Regions from separate parts of the Pan troglodytes genome. Here region 2 is linked to region 1. A link is a contact called in public HiChIP or PLAC-seq data. All regions are on one chromosome and are shown on one strand. The core of a region is the stretch at or near the end of the contact, and the rest is flanking DNA. Distances in the headings are between cores, read along the strand shown. Region 1 holds the start of ZNF384 (zinc finger protein 384). Region 2 holds the start of P3H3 (prolyl 3-hydroxylase 3).

What was found. HiChIP or PLAC-seq counts read pairs in DNA pulled down with a chosen protein or histone mark.
Region 2: an H3K4me3 HiChIP or PLAC-seq map of stem cell-derived excitatory neurons shows a contact between it and region 1, with 2.3 times the contacts expected there. The contact joins the promoter of P3H3 here to the promoter of ZNF384 in region 1. A contact is called at or near these places in 1 of 7 Hi-C or Micro-C datasets (stem cell-derived neural progenitor cells) and 1 of 1 datasets of contacts at active chromatin or transcription factors (stem cell-derived excitatory neurons).

The regions. Positions count from the first base shown.
Region 1 is chr10:13,871,662-13,874,409 of NHGRI_mPanTro3-v2.0_pri, reverse strand. ZNF384 (zinc finger protein 384) reads left to right here and starts at 1,419. Exons shown (of 9, transcript XM_054664025.2): 1 at 1,419-1,643.
Region 2 is chr10:14,009,454-14,012,201 of NHGRI_mPanTro3-v2.0_pri, reverse strand. It overlaps P3H3 (prolyl 3-hydroxylase 3), which reads right to left and starts at 1,422. Exons shown (of 15, transcript XM_016922862.4): 1 at 721-1,422. The coding sequence starts at 1,218. It overlaps GPR162 (G protein-coupled receptor 162), which reads right to left. Exons shown (of 5, transcript XM_016922866.3): 5 at 2,565-2,748.

The sequences.
Region 1 (2,748 bases), core at 170-2,669:
TGGGGGAAAAAAATCACTTAATCCTTTACAGGCTTATTTTCATTATCTGTAAAATGAGCATTATAATTATTTCTGTTAAAGTTATTTTTTGCTGGGCGTGGTGGCTCACGCCTGTAATCCCAGCACTTTGGGAGGCTGAGACAGGTGGATCAGTTGAGGTCAGGAGTTCGAGACCAGCCTGGCCAACATGGTGAAACCCCGACTCCACTAAAGATACAAAAAATTAGCCCGGTGTGGTGGCGGGCGACTGTCATCCCAGCTGCTAGGGAGGCTGAGGCAGGAGAATCGCTTGAACCCAGGAGGCAGAGGTTGCAGTGAGCCGAGATGGCGCCAATGCACTCCAGCCTGGGCAACAGGGTGACACTCTGTCTTTAAAAAAAAAAAAAAGTTATTTTTCTCAGCCAGAGGCTCTTACCATTAGTAGGAGAGACCTCAGTTCTGCTTAGAGCTGAGCCCAGGGGGATTCTGGCCAGGTCGGGGTGCACGCTTGTAACAGCATTCACTTGTTCAAACAACATATTCAGCATTTACTATATGCTCAGCAAAGCAACGTATTTCCTTCCATGAGGAGCTGACAATCTTGCTGGGGAATCACATGTATGAAATAGTTAAAATATCAATAAAAGGTACGTATTAAATGCTATGGGAATTCAGAGGGACCATTACAGGTTGGAGCAATCAGGCAAGGCTTCCTAAAAGGGTTCATATTAGGTGTTCATAATGAACTATAGTTCATTTATACAACAAGAGTTTACAGACCACTTAACTGCCAGGATATGAGGATACAGCAACGAACAATTCAGTCCTCGCTGTCCTGTAGCCAATATTTTAGTTGGGAGAGGTGGACAGCAAACAATAAATCAGGCAGTAATAAGTGCTATATTTAAAAGTAAAACAGGGTAAGGGGATAGAGATGTGGGTATGGGCAACAAGAAAAGACCAAAGTAAAGAAAGGAAGGGATGTGTCAGAGAGACAGATTTTGATGGCTGGGAGAGTTTCTAACTGGACCTAAGTAGGGACCGCAGAAAAACAAGGATACGTCCTAGTCCTTTCCCGCATACTCAAAGCATTGAGACATTCTTGGGGGTATCAGAAAAAATAATGGTAATTTCCTACATCAGCTTATTCAAAATCCAGAGGGAAGAGAAACGGGGTCCCAGCATCTGAGGAACCCACACCTCCTCTCCTACCTTGATGGATAATTCATGAACCTGTCGCGTTTCCACCCCCCCACCTTCCCCAGATGTCCCTTCCGGAAGCCCAGGGCCGCAGTCCTCCGGTTTCAGCTTTGGCCCCTAGCGGAACCCGCCTTCACTTCCGCCATAGCGTCACATCCCCTCTTCCCAGTCGCTGGGCAGAAGCTATTTCCGCCCCGAGTTATCGTAACTTCTGCCCTGAATATATCGCAGCGCTAGCGGCGCCGGATGTGTTCCAGCCACTCCCGGAAGTGACTCGGCTTCTGCACGCCCCTCTTTCTCCATTAGCGCCCCCCCTACATTGCTATTTCCCTCCCTCCCCCCTTTTCGTTTCCGGCGCTCCCGCCTTCTCTCCGCAGAGCTCTTCTCTGAGCCTGTTGGGGGGAGGGAGGGGGGCGTGGAGGAACTGGGGTTCGCGGGAGCACGAGCTGCAGCACCACTTCCGGGTGAGTGCAAGGGGAGGGCGGCAAGGAGGGGGGGCCACCCACTACCTCGCGCCCCCGCCCTGCGGGTGTCTCGCGCGCGTTCCGTGCGTGTGAGTGTGTGGGTCTGTCTCGCGCCAGAAGTGCGTGCCCGCGCGCTGCGCCTTGCGCTTTTTCCCCTCCCTCGCCCCTTCCTGGTCCTCCCACCCCACTCGGCTCCCTCCTTTCCCAGCAAACGCCGCCCCTCCCGCGCCCTGGCTCAGGCTCTGGCGCCGCCGCAGCCGTCGCCGCCCGGTGAGTCTCGCGCCGCTACAGCCGGCGCGCGCCAAGCTGCTTGCTCCTCCCCCCTCCCCTTTTCCTTGGGCAGGCGGGGAAGGGGGGGTCCACGATGTGACTGTGTGTGTGTCCGTCCCGGAACCGGAAGTGGTTGTGGAGGAGCGGGCGATGGGAAGGAATGGGGGGGTTTAGGGGGCGGGTGCCTGTCTGGTGGGTGGCAGAGTTCAGCTCCCTGGAGGGGAAGGAGGGACGTCCCAAGGAAGGGTCTTTGAGAAAGGGGTAGGGGACGACATCAGGAGAAGGCTCCCAGGAACTGTCTCAGGGGAGCGAAGGTTTTGAGGGGACAGCTGGGGTCTCCAGTAGATAGACCACGGTGCAGGCTGAGGGAGGTACTTCTTGGCACAAGGCCTCGGGTAGGCAGGGGGCGAAGTCCTCGAAGAAGTGGGGGGAAGGCTAGAGGAAGTGGCTGGGCCTGAACTGGCACTGTGCCTGCCACAAGGTCTTGTGCATCCCCCAGCCCTCAGCTTTGCCTTCTGAAGCCACTCCTCAGGGGCAGAGACCCTCCTCCTCCTCCATCTCTAATGTTCTCTGACCCCTGGTTACCTGTGGCCTGGGAACGAACAAGGACCAGTCTCTGAGCCTAGGAGTGAAACCCAAACGCTGGTGATAGAATTCGTCTTAGTTTCTGGGAACTGGATTTATTTCTCTCGTATCCACGTAGAGGGTAGCACTAGACTGCTGTTATTATATCCACCCGTCTTTGGATTGCTGGTTGGGGGGTCTGCCTGCCTTCCAGACTGACTGCTGACAAATAATTCCTGAGGTTCTCCACAGTTCTCTGGTGGCTGCACCC
Region 2 (2,748 bases), core at 173-2,672, 140 kb before region 1:
CACCGAGGGAAAGGGGATCTAAAGACGTCGGAGTTGGGTGGGACATGGGTCTCAGGACTTCAGGACCTCAATTTGGGAGACCAGGTGGAAGTGATGGCTTAAGTGAGGTGGGGAAGTGGGGGAGACCTCAGCGACCAGCAAAACCCGCAGGTCTCTAGGACCCTGAGCTGAGGTGAGTACAACCGGCGCCCCGCTTCCCCAGCCACGTAGGCAACTGCTGCGGTACCGGCGGCTGCGGCGTGCTGTCCCCTCCCCGCCCGCAGAGGTCTGGCCTCGGAGGACCCCAACCTGGCCTCCGTCTGCTCCTTCCTTTCCGAAGCTACCTCCTGCCCCAAGCGAAGGTTCACACTCACCACCACCCCCGACACACACACACACCCACGCACACTTCCCGTCCGAGAGCCGGTTTCGCCCCCACCGCCTCCGCTTCATTCCTAGGAAGAGGCGGCCCGGTCCCTCCATCTTCGATCTGCTCCCGTCCCACCTCACGACCTCCCCGCCCCATTCCCATTCTGCTCGCACTCCCCCTCGGCTGCTCCTCTGCGATCTCAAGAGGTCCTCGCGGTCGCTTAGCCAGCTCCTACGCAGAGGCCCGCGGTACGCTCCCCAGCCCCGTCCGGGGCCCGGGCAACAGCATTCCGCCTACTCCTGGGCAACGCAAAGTAGGACAGCGTCGTGGTGAGGGCTGGGACCCTCGGAGCTGCCCGGCCCGCTCCCAACCTGGTAATAGGCCCTCTGCAGGTAGTTGTAGGGCTCCCGACGGCGGAAGGCGTCCCGGAGCGCGCTCCCCACGCGAAGCCGCGCCGCGCCCCCGGGGCCCAGCCTCCGTGCTGCGCACTGGGTCAGGCAGTCTGCGCGGCGGAGCGCTGCACGGAGAAGCTGTCGTTCCCAGGACCCCTGCGTGGGTCCCGGCCCGGAGTCGGGCTCCGGGGCCCCGAGAAGCACGGCGGGGAGCGCGGCGCCCGGATCGGCCGCGCAGCTCGCCCCGCAATCCAGCCGCACCCGGCCCAGCGCCGCCTGGCTCCGCAGCGCCTCCCGCAGCAGCGCCACGGCCGGCGCCCAAGCCCCGGCCGCGTAGGCGCGCAGCCCGTCAGCGTAGAGCAAGTCGGGGGCCTGCGGGGGCGCCCCCGGGGACAGCTGGGTCAGGCCGGGGGGCTCAGGGGACCCCGGGGGAGGCAGCAGCAGCAGTAGCAGCAGCGGCCGGAGGAGCCGGAGCATGATGTCGGAGCCGCCGGCAGCTGAGGGGAAATGCGGGAGCCGAGAGGGAGGGAGAGGAAAGGGGGGAAGGGGGAGGGAGGGGGAGGAAGGAGAGATGGAGAGGCGGAGGGAGAGGGAGAAATAATGAGGGAGGCCAAGAGAGAGAGAGAGAAGATGGGGCTGAGACCCGATGGTGGGAGAGGCCCATGTGAAAAGATGGAGAGAGAAGAGTGCTGAGTGGACAAAGCTGGTCTAGTGTGGAATAAGAGGGAGAAACCGGGAGGAGGAGGGCAAAAGGCGGGAACTGGAGCAGGCCTGGGCATCCATGAAGGATGACTTCAGCCCAAGCGGTGACTTCAGCCCCTGAGGTCTGGAGGTAACTACTGGGGCTGTGTTCCCTCCACACACACGCTTCTGGGTCCAGAAAAAGGAGTGTGGACGCCGATCCCCCCCTCGCCCCCCCCACCCCCCACACACACTCATCCACCCCTGCACTCCCACCCCCTCCACACTCATCCACCCCTGCACTCCCACCCCCCCACACACTCATCCACCCCTGCACTCCCCCCCCACACACTCATCCACCCCTGCACTCCCACCCCCCCAACACACTCATCCACCCCTGCACTCCCCCACACACACACTCATCCACCCCTGCACTCCCCCCAACACACTCATCCACCCCTGCACTCCCCCACACACACACTCATCCACCCCTGCACTCCCACCCCCCCAACACACTCATCCACCCCTGCACTCCCACCCCCCACACTCATCCACCCCTGCACTCCCACCCCCCCCACACACTCATCCACCCCTGCACTCCCCCCCACACACACTCATCCACCCCTGCACTCCCACCCCCCCAACACACTCATCCACCCCTGCACTCCCCCCCACACACACTCATCCACCCCTGCACTCCCACCCCCCCACACACACACACTCATCCACCCCTGCACTCCTTTGGAGAAAGAGCTTTAAAATGCAGCAAGGAGGAGGTGTCCAGCTCCGGGACACTGCGTCAGCCCCAAAACCTTTCCTGCCCATAAAGTAAGCCCCTGCATGGATTTGAGGTTAGAAGGAGAGTTGGGCACTGGGGCTGGAGCCACCCTCTAAAACCACCTCAACAAATCTGAACAGAGATCCTTCATACCCCAACCAACGAAGATGTGTGTCCTCAAGCCCCGCCCCCAGCAGGATATGCTCCTCCCAGCCTTCCCTGTGCGAGGCTGCCTGGTGGAGCATGTGATCATTTCTCCATGTGTCCTTCTGTGCCTCTGTCTGCTGCCCCTGCTCTGTCGTGTCCCCTGTGAGCCACTGCACCCTCCAAGCCCCTTTCCACCGCAGTACACTGGACACTGAGGTTTCCATGGCAACACTTCAGACTTTAATACATATTGCTAGGGGTGATGGAAGCTGAGTAGGGCATCTGGTCACTTGGATGGGAGAGAGCAGGGCCTTCTGAGCCCCAAATCTAGCGCCCGTCTCCCCAGAGTCTGGAGGCAGCTGCCCTACTCTCGGCCAGAATGAGGTGTTACTCACTCAGGC